Regions from separate parts of the Sus scrofa genome. Here regions 2 and 3 are each linked to region 1. A link is a contact called in public HiChIP or PLAC-seq data. All regions are on one chromosome and are shown on one strand. Each heading gives the region's core, a stretch centred on a gene start, on an enhancer-like site or on the middle of the called end of the contact. The rest is flanking DNA. Distances are from core to core; before and after follow the strand shown. Region 1 overlaps SYN2 (synapsin-2). Region 2 overlaps PPARG (peroxisome proliferator activated receptor gamma). Region 3 overlaps PPARG (peroxisome proliferator activated receptor gamma).

Region 1 (4,547 bases), core at 709-3,208:
TTTTTGTACCGATCCAGCTGGGAGAACCCCAGCCAATTCTGGAAGTGATTGAAGCACCTCTCTTTTGTGACTCTTGTACAGCTTAATGTGCAATAAAGGAAAAGTTATATCTGTCTTCAGTGTTAAGTTGTAAAGTTTCTGGCTATTCAAGCATCTCTGTACAGGTGGGAAAAGCACTCAGGTTTCTGGTGTAAGAGGCTGAGCTGTCAGCCTGCAGTACAAGAAAACGCTGATACAACGATGCCAAACTTTGGAAGAGGCACAAACTGGTTAACCTGAAATAATCTGCTAAATCTATCATCCTCACTAGTTATCTGATTTGAACTTAGAATTTCTTCAACCTGCAAAAATCCATTTATTTATTTACTTATTTGTATGTAACTAACCTTGGTGTTAATTGGTCATTAACGATAAAGTGGAGCCCACACCATGTAGAGGGGAAACTGGCTTACAGTCATGGATATGCAATGGTATAGACATACCGTTCTGCCTCTCCGGAGGTTTTAGGCATCCTGGTGTTTCTAGAAAACTAAGTTACAATATAACTCTTAGCTGTTGCTGCGTTTCTGTAAGGCCCATGAATGTGGACTCTGGGATTGAGACTGAGAAGTGAGATCTTCCAGGCCAATTGTGCATCAGGTCCATTAGTCAGTATGTGCTGATGACGGCATCTTTTGACCTCTGAGTGTAGGAACCTCTGTCAGCAAAATCTGAGCAATCTGGTACCACCCTTACTGCCCATCAGCCCCCAAGGAAGGGATGGCCTTTTTTTCTCTCCAGGTCACCAGATGGTTTTCTGCCTCATGCTGGAAGGTGGGGAGTGGGGGGATCCTGGTCATTTGGAGGGCCTCTTCTTTGCCAAATGGTGCCCACAGCATCTCCAGGGGAAGATGGGAGAATCTCACCACACACGCCTGGGAAGGACTGGAGTCGCAGAGGATGGTGCTAAGAGGCAAAAGAGTGCCTGCACACAAAAGGTCCTAGTTGTGGGCATGAGTTCATGCTAAAAGGAAGACTTTCGGCGGGGCTTGGCAATCAGACACATAGGCGTGGAGCGGGACGGACTAAGGCCAACTCCACAAAGACTGTGGAAGTCAGTGGTCATCAATGATTGTAAGGCACAGAATACTAACTGAAGAACTTTTTTGGTCCATTTGCATCTTTGAAACATTGCTACCTTGAAAGATAACTAAGACGAGGTGTTAATTTTTGACAGTTCCATGGCTGGAAACACCAAGGTCCAGAGAAGTCTGCTGACTTGCTCAAGGAGTCACTGATAGACTCTGTCTCGGGTTTTCTGACTCCCCAGTTCAGGCCAATCCAGGGCTCTTCCCACCACCTGCACTTTGTCTGATGTGTAGAACTTGAGACCTCCTAGTTCTTAGAAGCCTAGTGTGGGAGCCTCTGGGGAAGAGGGGTGGGTCCCTGTGGTCTGGGGGCCTTCTGTGGAGAGCTCACCTATGAAGGGGGTCACTCACCCTGTGGTTTCCTTCCTGTCCTCCTGACTTCTGCTGTGACTGAGGTGCTGTGGGTCTGAGGAGGGGCACGTAGTGGCGATGTCTGAGGGTAACCCGGAACTTGGGACTTGCGCTGGAGCCAGTCAGAGTCTCGGGTAGCTTCTTGTAATAGAGCTTATCCTTTGATTAATTAAGTAACCACACCCTTTGAGACATAGGTTCTAGTTAGGAAACCCTTTGATATGGTTAAATTATGAAGTTTTTCTTGTACTGAACCTAGGGGGCCCTGGGCAACCCCAAGGAGTGCAACCCCCAGGCAAGGTGCTGCCTCCACGCCGGCTCCCCCCTGGACCATCACTGCCACCTTCCTCTTCTTCCTCCTCCTCTTCTTCCTCCTTCTCGGCTCCTCAGCGGCCGGGCGGCCCCACCACCCACGGAGATGCACCCTCCAGCAGCAGCTCCCTGGCAGAGGCCCAGCCACAGAAGCCCCAGCCTCACCCACAGCTCAAGTAAGAGACAACTCAGCAGCACCTTCCCCTCCCCTCTTCCTGCCCCTCCTCTCAGGCCTTGGGCTCCAGAGCTGCTAGAAAGCACCTTCAATCAGACCTCCTCCTACAGATATTTTTGGGGGGTTTTTGGGGGGTTTTGTGTTTTGGTGTTTTTTTTTTTTTTTTTTTTTTGGTTGGGGGCAGGGTCGGCTTGATTAGGGAGGGTAGGAAAGAGGGAAGTGAAAGTCTGAGGTCTGGCTAGAAGCTCAAACCCCCCCCTTTCTTCCTGGGGAGTGGAGTGAGGCAGTTACTACCCCCTCCCCCATTCTTATACTAGCTTAGGGTTTTGAGGGTTTTTTTTTAAAAAACCCTATCTCCCACTGTTTTTTCCATTCCTTTTCTCTATGTATGTATGTATGTATGTATGTGTCTCTCTCTTTCTGAAAAAAAAAAAAAAAAAAAAAATTTTTTTTTTTAATTCTCTTTCCTGCCTCTGACTCACAGTTTAGGGTGTGCCAATCACCAAGGCTGCCCAAAAGGAAAAGGGGGAAGTAGTTAAATCCATTTCAACTTTTTACCTTCAGCTTTGTCAGAAAGAGGTTGGTTCCCAGTTGGTCATCAGAGGAGAGGCCCAGATAGAGACCCCGAGGAACTCCATCCTTTGGGGCTCCCTCATTCCAGCAGTAACCCTAGAAACCCCATTGCACTATCCTGCTTCAGAGGAAGGAACTGGAACTGGAAAGAACTGAGGGCCCCCAGAAAATAGTATAGCTGCACTTGGGAGGGGCAGTCCCTAGGTGCTCAGCTCCACCCTCTCCCCCAGAACCAGAGATGTCCCCAGACACAGATCCCAGTCATCAGTGTCAGCACAGACAGCCGCAGCCTCGGGGGAATGGAAGCCACCCACCAGTGCATCTCAGAGTAAAAAGATAAGACTCTTCAGGGAGGGAGAACAGGGGGCGTTGGAGCTCAAGGGAGCCACTCAGATCGTCTAGTCTCTGCACAGATGAGAAAACACTGCTCAAAAAGGTCTGATTCTCTCTTTTAAAGTCCTTTTGCTGGTTAGTGGCAGAGCCAGGAGGAGGGCTCAGGTAGTCCAGATGACTACTTTCTCTGGGTCTTCCAGTCCTACGTGATGGGATGGCCATCCCCTAGTCCTGTTCCCCAGCCCTGGCCAGGGCCGTGCTTCACACCTCGCCTCCCTCCTCACCTCACCCAGTCCTTGTAGGCATGATGACTTTTCATCTCTCCTACCTTCTCTTGAGCCAGCTCTGGCCCCAGTCTGAGGGCAGATCTCTGGGTTGTCACTGCCTCTGGTCTGAAGCTGTTGAGTAGAGCCAGACTCTGACGACAAGTGGGAGGCTTATACCTGGTGCCCTCGGCCTGTGCATGCAGATGAGTCCCTGCTCCCAGGGGCCAGCATGTCGAGGCTCATCCCAGGCCAAGTGAAAGGCAGGGCACCTGTTCAGTCACTGCAGGAGGAGAGCCGAGCTCAGGTTCCTGTAGAAGGGAGTTTCCGGGGCTGTGCCCAAGTGCAGGGGAGGGCTGAGAGCGCCGAGGCACTGGGAGAGGAGTGCTGGAGCCAGAGACCAGCAGGAGAGAGACGAGGAAGAGCGAAGACAGCCATGGAGATGCCAGCCCACGTGTCCTCTTCTGCAGTGCTGCGTCTGGCCTCCTCGCGACCTTCCTGCCTTCACGGTTTTTTCTCTGTCAGTCACGAGTGTCCCAAGGGAAAAACTGGTCCCTAAAGTGTGTGCAGTGGGTTTTTTTTCCATGGGAAAACTTGTCTGCTAAGCTTGCATAGGCCTGAGTGTGGCTCCCCCCCTCCCGGATAGCCTGAAACTCATAGTCCTCCAGTCAGGTTCCTCTGAGCAAGGCTGCAGGGCGATTATGTCCCTTCTAAGACTGGTAACTGGAGGCAATGGAGTTTGTGCCAAGTCAAAAAGTTCTTTTGAAATCAGAGAATAAAAGTCATCTACATAGTGCAGTTAAGAAACCAAACAATGGAGTTCCCGTTGTGGCGCAGTGGTTAACGAATCCGACTAGGAACCATGAGGTTGCGGGTTCAGTCCCTGGCCTCGCTCAGTGGGTTAAGGATCTGGCGTTGCCGTGAGCTGTGGTGTAGGTCTCAGATGTGGCTCGGATCCTGCGTTGCTGTGGCTCTGGCATAGGTCAGCGGCTACAGCTCTGATTTGACCCCTACCCTGGGAAACTCCATATGCTGCGCGAGCTGCCCTAGAAAAGAGAAACCAAATAAGAAACCAAGTCCCAGAGAGGCATGTGGCTTGCCTGAGATCAAGAGCGAGTGAGGGGTGGAACCAAGACTTTGACCCAGGGCTTCTGATGCTGACTCCACTACTGGACAGTTGACGGGGAAGAAGGTACAAGAGTCCACAGGCCCCTGGTTGCTACCTTTCATCCGAGGGGAAGATTGAGATCCCTGGATAAGTTCTGATCAGGTTAAGGCTCTGAAGTCTAGCCTGCGGACCCATTAGCATTAAGTAAAAGAGATCACCCCTTCTTCTTCTTTCCTTTCTCCTTCCACCTCTTCTCTCTTTTCCCGTCTCCTTCTCTCCCGTGCTGCCCCCATCCTTTCCTGTTT
Region 2 (4,547 bases), core at 555-3,054, 210 kb after region 1:
CTGTGAGGCAGTTTTGGACGGCTGCTCTTGGAGCGAGCGTGTGCTTTTTTGCCGTCAAGTGGGCAGGAGAATAGGGCCCAAGAGGGGGAATTGTTCATAGCTATACATTTGCAGATCAAGGAAGAGTTGATCTTCTTTGACAGCTGGATAACCTTTAGACCTCTCAGGTCAGTGACCCCGAGCTCTCTTTCTGACCCTTGATTGTGACGGTATACATGTATGGGTATATACTTTTTAATTTGTTGGAATTAGAACAGAATCAAAGCCTAGCACCTGGCCCAGAATGAGTACTTAATAAATGCTTTTTGAATGAATAGCAATCAATAATAATAATAATAATAATAATAATAGCAGCTGCCATTTATTGAATACTTCACTGGGAGCCAGAATATACGATTCCGTATAATCAGAATCTTTGATTTTTCCTTCAGCTCTAGAAAATCTCTCATGATCCCTGTTTTACAGATGGAGAAAACAAGTGTAGAGAGATTAATGTTTGCAAGGTCACAGAGTTGCTAATCAGGCCAAGGTCAGACCCAAACTCTGACCTTGAAACTGATGCCCTTATAACTGCTACTGCCTTGTGTGTATGGAGCTGTGGAAGCACTCTAGTTTCTTACTTGGTCTTGGAGTTCTTGGCAGTTATCAGAAACTACCTATTTCCATATAGCCTCCAAATATTTTAATCAAGAATGTCCAGTTATAATCCTGCTATCACTTGCTACTGTCCAAAGCCTTTACCTGACTACCTAACAGAATTACACCCCAGGTTTGAAAACTGCTCTGAGAAGGATAGAGCCCAGTGTTAACACCGAGACTAGGGCTGTGTTCTTAACTTTGTTCAGGTAGCCACTGCCCTGTTCGCAGAGCTCCCCCCAAAAATTGACGATAATTGATGATAAATCTAAGTAGATAGGTCCCAGCTTAATCAGATACCATCTTATAGCAGGTTCTAATAGAGATAAGTGGTCGCAAGAAAATGTATGAGAGAAATTTTAAATTGTTAATATATCCTCCAGTAATTGCCGGCAGAGACAATCCCAACATCGCTCCTTCTGTACATTGTACACGAACGTCTCAATGTCCAGCTCACAGAGCACTGAGGACCTGCAGGCACGGCGCTTGAGTGTCTGTCTCTCCTCCCCATCCCTAATTCCCCTCCAAATCTTGAGAGTGTTGCCAGCTCATGGGCAATCCTCCCATTTTGCTGCTTCCTACAAGGTAGAGTGGACAGCACAGCTCTCTCTCCCGTGAAACAAAAGGCAGAAGGCGAGAGCAGAGGGGCCTGTGCTTTTCTCAAGGAAGCCCCAGCTCAGGGGCCTCCCGTTCCCCACAGCCCAGGGGCCGCTCCCCTTCTTCCTTGTCTGTTGGCACCATCTTTACTAGTTAACTGGGAGGAAACAAAACCAGAAATAGTTTCAAACCTAGGTATTAAAAATACTATGAGAAACAACAGGCCAACTTTCTTCCACGTTCCTGTCTCATTCAGCACTCTGCTACCTTGTCGGGGCAGCTTTTTCGGACAAGACTTAGGCTGGTACCTAAGTGGTAGAAGTTGTTTTCCTGATGGTTCTCATGATATTGAGAATAAACACAGACATCTGATTCCTCATGTGACGGAGCCTGGGGACAGCCAAGGGGTGTTGATCACGGGGTTCAGATCCCTCATCTGGGCCATAATTGTGTCAGAGGATAATTGCCTTCATTTATTCATTGAAAAATATTTAAGGGGCACCTATACTGTGTCCACATAGTGCTGATGTTCTTTTCCTACTGTTGTGCCCTTCCGTCTTTGCTGCCACTTTGTGACTGGCAGACAGCCCCTGTCAGATGCCAGGGATAGCTTTGAGTCATGACTCATTGTGGGTTATCTAGAAATGTCCCATTCGTGCACTCTTCTCATAACCTTGTGGGCTTGGTTTAGACAGAAGCAGGTATATTTATGAGTTCTCAACTGGGACCCAAATTCTAAAAACCAGAGAGCTGGGGGTGGGGGTGGGTAGGGGGAAGAGAAACACACTAGAATCATCTAAGAAACTTAAAATAGATACACACGCGAACACACAGAGGCTTTTGTCACTTGCAGAACATAAAAGCATCTTTCTCTGTGACTGCCTCAGAGATAAACTCCCCCTCCCCCGGGGGCCCCGAAGCCTGGGACCATCTATGGAGTGTGCAGGCTGCCCTCTTTGACCTCAGAGGTGCAGGATTGAAAGCCAAACTGCTGAGTCATTCCTGTGCCCCCACCGCCTGTCTTGGAAGAGGTTCAGTCAGCCGGTTGGCGGGCCACTTTGGGGAGCACTTTATCATTTTGGGTTCTCACAATGTGTGTTTAAACTCTGGGTGACCCCAGGACGCCTTCCAGACGGGCACGACCCACCCAATGTTCAGACAGATCCTCTGCGAGTGAGGAAGAGTGAAACCCAAAGGCCAGCCCAGGTGGAGGCAGTGGCGGGTGGGCTACTGCCAGGGAGGGCGCCTTCCCTTCCCGGGCTCCCCCATCAGGGGACCGGGAGCGGCAGGGTGCGCCCGTGGACCCAGCGACCTGTCCCCAAACCCCCATCCCTCCACTTACTAGACTGTGATCTCTGGCAATTATTTCCCTCCCTGAGCTTTAATTGCCTTATCAGTGCCCTAAGTAAATGAAATAACATGACGTGAAGCCTCTGGCACAAGGCCTGGGACAAGTTAAGCACACAATCAATGCTAATTTTCCCTTTTCTCCTGTAGATAGAACTTGAAGTAGCCCCACACAGTCTTGCTGGTCAGATTGCTTAAAATTTCACCAAATGGTCATTCTTAAAAATCTCTCAGTACCATATAAATACCCCTGGGGTGATAACAGCTAATCCCTTTATCAGTTCTCACTTTAAGGAGATTAGTTGTGGATTGGGAACAAAACCCCCAGGGAGAGCAACACGATACCAGAGGAGGAGAGAGGGGAGAACTGGAGACCAGAACTGGGGGGACCTTGAGGGGTTTTCCCACTCCAGCGTTCTATAACATTTGGGGGGACATGTGTATTGAGGGGTCATACTTAGAGAAAGGCATTGGGAAGGGGAGAGTTGCAGGAACCAAATCCAAATCCGTGGCCACCTGTCATTTTGGGTTCCCTGTTGGCTTCCTGTGGTTTATTGTTGGCGTTTCTAGAGGTTGAGGAAACAAGAGGCATTGGCTTTGGAGCACATATGTGTGAGGCTTGATGGGAAAGAAGAAATCTTTCTCCTCCAGATTTCCACTCTAGCCTGGTTCCTCTGCCTCCTGCCCACCCCCACTCCCAGTCCTGATCAGAACTGGTGTGGACACAGAAGGAGCAGAAACGGATCAGCATTGGAGTTCCCACTGTGGTACAGCGGAAACGAATCCGCCTAGGAACCGTGAGGTTATGAGTTTGATCCCTGGCCTCGCTCAGTGGCTTAAGGATCTGGTGTTGCTATGGCTGTAGTGTGGGCCAGTGGCTACAGCTCCGATTTAACCCCCAGCCTGGGAGCCTCCATATGCCTCAAGTGCAGCACTAAAAAGAAAAAAAGGAAAAAACGAAACAGAAATGGATCAGCATGCCTCGGCTTGAGGGGAGCCCACCACTCCCCTGGCCTAGGCATAGAAGGGGGCAAAGCTTCACCTGGGTGACTTCGAATGACCAGAACTAGGGCACCCAAACCAAAGGAGGGGAAAGACAGGACCTCCCAGGAATGGGACAGAAGCCTCCAGTCCCATTTCCATTCTGAAAGAGCTGGAAATAGAACAGGGCCCATGCTCCATTCACCGCGGGTATCTCCAAGAGATGAAAAGAGCTTTGAACACAGCAGAGAAGAAAGTGCTGTCCACCTGGTTACCATCTGGTTACCTTTGTGGTCTGTGCTGAGGTTGGGGAGGTGGATTTTGGAGGCAGGAGTTAAGCGTTTGAGATGAGAAGACTTGGTGTGCAATTGCTACTTCATAGGCAGATAAAAGAAAATATGGCCTAGGCTGGGTTTCATTGTAGTGGTCATCTCCATCTACCATCCCAGCCAGATCGTCTGTGTTATTGCTGTGAGGGAGGTTGTCATCTGGACACACGTTTAATGACTGCTTAGCAGGGGTATGTTAACGTGAACCATGTCCAAGGGAAGGACCCCACCAGTAACATGTGCAGTCACAGTAGGATGTGCTCATCACAGATGATCTTTATCTGTTCTATACAAGATCTCTGTTCTGTTGTTCTCTTTCCCTGTGAGCAGCGATCAACCACATTGCTCCCCAGATCACCCATTGCTCAGACTTCTAACGAATTTAGGCTGGTCTTGCCAGGATTCCTAACACCAGATCCCCAGCAAGATGCAGTCCCAGAAGTGGAAAGGGATAAACATCCAGAAGGCAGAGAGGAGAAGAAGGAAGAAGTTAAGGGGAAAAGAATAGAAAAGATACAAAGAAGTCTCAGGAGCCTCAGAGAAATGAGAGGAGAAAGGTAGGAAGGAAAAGAGGCACCGGGGTTGTACTGTCCCACTTTTACAAATAGAAATAGCTGACTTCCCATGTGTCAGACACTGCTCCAAGCACTTTCCATT
Region 3 (4,547 bases), core at 1,452-3,951, 190 kb after region 1:
TTACCCAAAGAAAAGAAAAACGCTAACTTGAAGAAATATCTGCACCCCATGTGCACTGCAGCATTAGTTACAAGAGCCCAAGACATGCAAACAACCTGCATGTCCACTGATGAGTGAAAGGATAAAGAAGTTGTGATGTGTGTGTGTATGTACAAAATACATCATATGTACATACATGTATATATATTATATACCATTATATATATATACAAGTATCTATATATATATAGATATATACACACACCAAAAAAGAAGGAAATCCTGCTGTTTGTGACAACATGAATGGACCTTGAGGGCTAAGTAGGATAAATGAAAGATAAATACCATATGATGTCACTTACATGTGGAATCTTTTTTCTTCTTGTATTTATTTATTTATTTATTTATTTTGTCTTTTTTTTTTTTTTTTTTTTTTTTTTTTTTTTTTTTTGCCTTTCTTGGGCTGATCTTGCGGCATGTGGAGGTTCTAAGGTTAGGGGTCTAATCAGAGCTGTAGCCGCCGGCCTACGCCAGAGCCACAGCAACGCAGGATCCTAGCCACATCTGTGACCCACACCATAGCTCATGGCAATGCTGGATCCTTAACCCACTGAGCGAGGCCAGGGATCAAACCCTCAGTTAACCACTGAGCCCTGACAGGAACTCCCTATTATTTTTTTTTACGGCCACACCTGTAGCATATGAACACTCCCAGACTAGGTGTTGAATCCAAGCTACAGCTGTGGGCCAACCTGGGATTGGCTGTGTCTGTGACCTACACCACAGCTCACTGCAACACCAGATTCCCAACCCACTGAGCAAGGCCAGGGATCGAACCCGCATCCTCATGAGTACTAGTCAGATTTGTGTCTGCTGAGCCACCACGGGAACTTTTATACATGTGGAATCTTTAAAAAAAAACAAAACAAAAAACCTTCCATGGAGTTCCTGTCGTGGCGCAGCAGAAACGAATCCGACTAGGAACCATGAGGTTATGGGTTCGATCCCTGGCCTTGCTCAGTGGGTTGAGGATCTGGCATTGCCATGAGTTGCAGTGTAGGTTGTAGATGCGGCTCAGCTCTGGCATTGCTGTGGCTGTGGCGTAGGCCAGCAGCTAAAGCTCCAATTCAACCCCTAGCCTGGGAACCTCCATATGCAGCGGGTGTGGACCTAAAAAGACAAAAAAAAAGTTCTGAATTCATAGATAGAGAGAACAGATAGTGGTTGCCAGAGGCATGGGTTGGAGGAGGGGAAACTGGAGGGAAGGGGCATGGTGAAATGGGTGAAGGGGTCAAAAGGTACAAACTTCCAGCTATAAAATAAATAAGTTTCAGGATGTAATGTACAGCATGGTGACTGCAATTAATAATGCTGTTACGTATTTGAAAGTTGCTAAGAGAGTAGCTCTCAAAAAAGTTCTCATCACAGGAAAAAAGTTACTGTAACTATGTGTGATGTAGATGTTAACTAGATTTATTGGGGTGATCATTTCACAATATGCGCAAATATGGAATCATTGCTATATATTTAAAACTAATATAATAGGTCAGTCATATTCCCATTTTTTTAATTTAACTGTTAAATAGTGTGTAAGCACTTGGGAAGAGGTGTGATAACTGGTAAAAAAAAATAATTATAATGCTGTTCTGATAGCATTGGTAAAGAGGTAGAAAAACATATTTGAGTAAGAGTTACAAGCAGATAGTTTTTTCTCCAACCTGGGCCTCACGAACCTTTCTTATAAATGTTCCTTCCTCTCTACCTTTCTTTCATTCATTTTCTTCTTTCACACTTCCTCACCCCGAAGGCAGCCAAATATTAAGGAAATTGTCTTTTTGACAAACATCATTAAGCGGTGATCCTGGAAAAACTCCGGGGGATCACTATGGCTTCTCTCCACTAAACGTAAAAGGACTTTCTGGCTTCATCACATGAAGGAAAGCACTGTCTATATTTCCCTGTAACAGGGACGAAACAGATTGCACTGACTCCCTGAGAACAAAGCTTACATCTCTACAACTTCGAATTCTGCACAATTCCTTTCCTTCATTCATGAAACATGTTGCTCCTCTTAGGGCCAGACCTCATGTCAAGTGCCGGGGATACAAAGATAAATAAAGACACTGCCCCTAGTTTTCAGGGTGTTATTGTGGAGTGGGCTAAATAGACATATGAAATACAGTACAGTGTGAAGAATACATGGAGGGCTGGGGGATTATAGGAGAAGGAGTATTAAACTCTGTGCGAAAAAATCAGAGGAAGCCTCACAAAGGAGGTGACATTTGGGTGGGGTCTTGAGGGATCAGTAGGAGCTGGCTCTCAATTATTTCATTTGTAAGTAAATATACTTTTCCTTGTTTTGCCGAACTTTCGAATTCTTTTACCTTCCCAGCAATATCATGCATTACTTTCTTTCAAAAGTGAAGGGTTTAATTTTTACCAATACCTCGAGCTATTGCTGTGAAAGAAAAACACGAGCAGAGTTGTAAATAGAAACCAGAACTTGATGTTGGTGGAGAGAAGGAGAGGCTTTTACAGAAGCACAGGGGCTGGGGAGAGAACCGTGCACTTTAGGAGCAGCAGTACGTGCTAATTCGTCCTGCCCTTTCTCTTCCTCTGCAGCCATCAGGTTTGGGCGGATGCCACAGGCTGAGAAGGAGAAGCTGTTGGCAGAGATCTCCAGTGATATCGACCAGCTGAACCCAGAGTCTGCTGACCTCCGCGCCCTGGCAAAGCACTTGTATGACTCATACATAAAGTCCTTCCCGCTGACCAAAGCAAAGGCGAGGGCGATCTTGACAGGAAAGACCACAGACAAATCAGTTAGTTCTCTTCTCCTGTCTTCATTTGGGGTGGCTGGGGTTGTTGTTGTTGTTTCTCCCCTTGAGTAAATGGTTTTACCACATCACACGCACGCACACATGCACGCACACATGATCACACGTGTACAAACACACACACACACAGTACTGTTCGACTATTGGCCGGTACCTACCGCAGGCAGAGTCTGAAACACAGAAAGAGAAGTATTTTCAGACAGGGTAAGTAAACATCATTCTGAATAGGGAAAAACTCCTTCAAGTTCTCCTAATAAAATGTTTAAGAACAGTATAAAAATGCTGCCTAGGAGTTCCTGTTGTGGCTCAGTGAGTTAAGAACCTGATGTAGTCTCCGTGAGGATGTGGGTTTGATCCCTGGCCTCAATGAGTGGGTTAAGTATCTGGTGTTGCTGTGAGCTGTGGTGTAGGTCACAGATGCGGCTCAGATCTGGCATTGCTGTGGCTGTGTGATATAGGCCAGCAGCTGCAGCTCCCATTGGACTCTTAGCCTAGGAACTTCCATATGCCTCGGGTGAGGCTGTTAAAAAAGAAAAAAGAAAAAAAATGCTGCACAAGTCATTTTAACTTTAACAAATGAACTCTGACCTCTCATCCCACCACACCCTTTCAGGATCCCTGTCTTTTCTTGGCATCAGAATAACTGGCCACAACTGTATCCCTTCAAGCAGCCTTGCTTTTCTCTGGAAGGGCCTGACCTCGGTTTGGAAGAGATATTCAGTTCCATTATTGTATCATTCAGGAGAATGACTTGAGTCCTTTCTTAGGAGGTTCTCCATGGGGCACAAAAATAGGCTTCAGATATTACATCTCCTTTCTTTTCTGTAGTGCTCTCTCAATAGCTCTGTCCTTCTGCTGTGCATGAATTTTATCTTCTGGGAGGCTCCCAGCAGCCCAGGCTACCTCAGTGGATTCTCAGACACCTGCAGGCTTATTGATGACTACTGTTGAGAAAACTCAGAACGGGTTATGATGGTTAGAGTCAGGTTTTCCAAGAAGCAGAAATATTCCCTGATTGGAAGCTGAGAAAGCAAGTCGGGAGTTATATTAAAACAAAACACAGCTATACCTGAATCTGGTCCCAGTGCTGCCATCACCTTGCATTGCGACTGTGAGCTGGGTCACATCCATGTACCTCGGTTTTCACAGGTAGGGTCTGGCTTTGGGTATGATGTCTGTAGCAGGTTCCTAGGGTGGTAAGAGCCATAGAATACATTCAGAAGACACTTCTCAACCCTTGAAATCCTGTTCATGTTGTTTATTTTCAAACAAATACCTGCAGGAAAGGTGTGAAATTACTGGGCAGAAATGTGTAACTTTCCCCCCACTCATTTATACTTTGGGGAAAAATTTATCATGCGTTAATATATTTTGGTGACTGCCTCAAGATGTTTTTTCTTTTTTCCCTTTTCCTCTTAGCTAAACCATAAGAGTAGAATCAGCTAATAGAAAACTCCTGTGAGATACTTTTGCATAAAAAGCCAAATACAAGAAGGGCAGTGGGTTTTCTGACTGCAGGCAAGATCACGATGCCTTAACAATATTATGCCTGTATCCAGTTGTTTACAGGTTTTAAAAATTTTGCATAGTTATTATGTTCAAGACCCATGACCACCTTACAGCTGCTGTGATTATCCTCTTTAAAGATGAGTCCAGAGAAGTTAAACATTTTGCCCTGAGGTTGCACACTCAGCTCGTGGGGGGAGCGGCCCAAGAAGGAGGCCCCGTGAC

The links. HiChIP or PLAC-seq counts read pairs in DNA pulled down with a chosen protein or histone mark.
Region 2: a contact with region 1 is called in an H3K27ac HiChIP or PLAC-seq map of alveolar macrophages. The contact joins two enhancer-like sites. A contact is called at or near these places in 1 of 47 Hi-C or Micro-C datasets (embryonic fibroblasts) and 2 of 2 datasets of contacts at active chromatin or transcription factors (alveolar macrophages and skeletal muscle).
Region 3: a contact with region 1 is called in an H3K27ac HiChIP or PLAC-seq map of alveolar macrophages. The contact joins two enhancer-like sites. A contact is called at or near these places in 1 of 47 Hi-C or Micro-C datasets (embryonic fibroblasts) and 2 of 2 datasets of contacts at active chromatin or transcription factors (alveolar macrophages and skeletal muscle).

The regions. Positions count from the first base shown.
Region 1 is chr13:68,215,878-68,220,424 of Sscrofa11.1, forward strand. It overlaps SYN2 (synapsin-2), which reads left to right. Exons shown (of 14, transcript XM_021069343.1): 13 at 1,738-1,966. Among named protein-coding and RNA genes, the nearest start is that of TIMP4, 27 kb to the left of the region's middle. Within about 2 kb of position 1,959, at least 17 of the 83 cell types and tissues checked have an H3K27ac peak or open chromatin away from gene starts, as enhancers often do. A contact at or near this core is called in alveolar macrophages, where this site is marked.
Region 2 is chr13:68,421,742-68,426,288 of Sscrofa11.1, forward strand. All of the region lies in intron 6 of PPARG (peroxisome proliferator activated receptor gamma), which reads left to right. Among named protein-coding and RNA genes, the nearest start is that of TSEN2, 57 kb to the right of the region's middle. Within about 2 kb of position 1,805, at least 10 of the 83 cell types and tissues checked have an H3K27ac peak or open chromatin away from gene starts, as enhancers often do. A contact at or near this core is called in alveolar macrophages, where this site is marked.
Region 3 is chr13:68,404,285-68,408,831 of Sscrofa11.1, forward strand. It overlaps PPARG (peroxisome proliferator activated receptor gamma), which reads left to right. Exons shown (of 7, transcript NM_214379.1): 5 at 2,602-2,801. Among named protein-coding and RNA genes, the nearest start is that of PPARG, 43 kb to the left of the region's middle. Within about 2 kb of position 2,702, at least 14 of the 83 cell types and tissues checked have an H3K27ac peak or open chromatin away from gene starts, as enhancers often do. A contact at or near this core is called in alveolar macrophages, where this site is marked.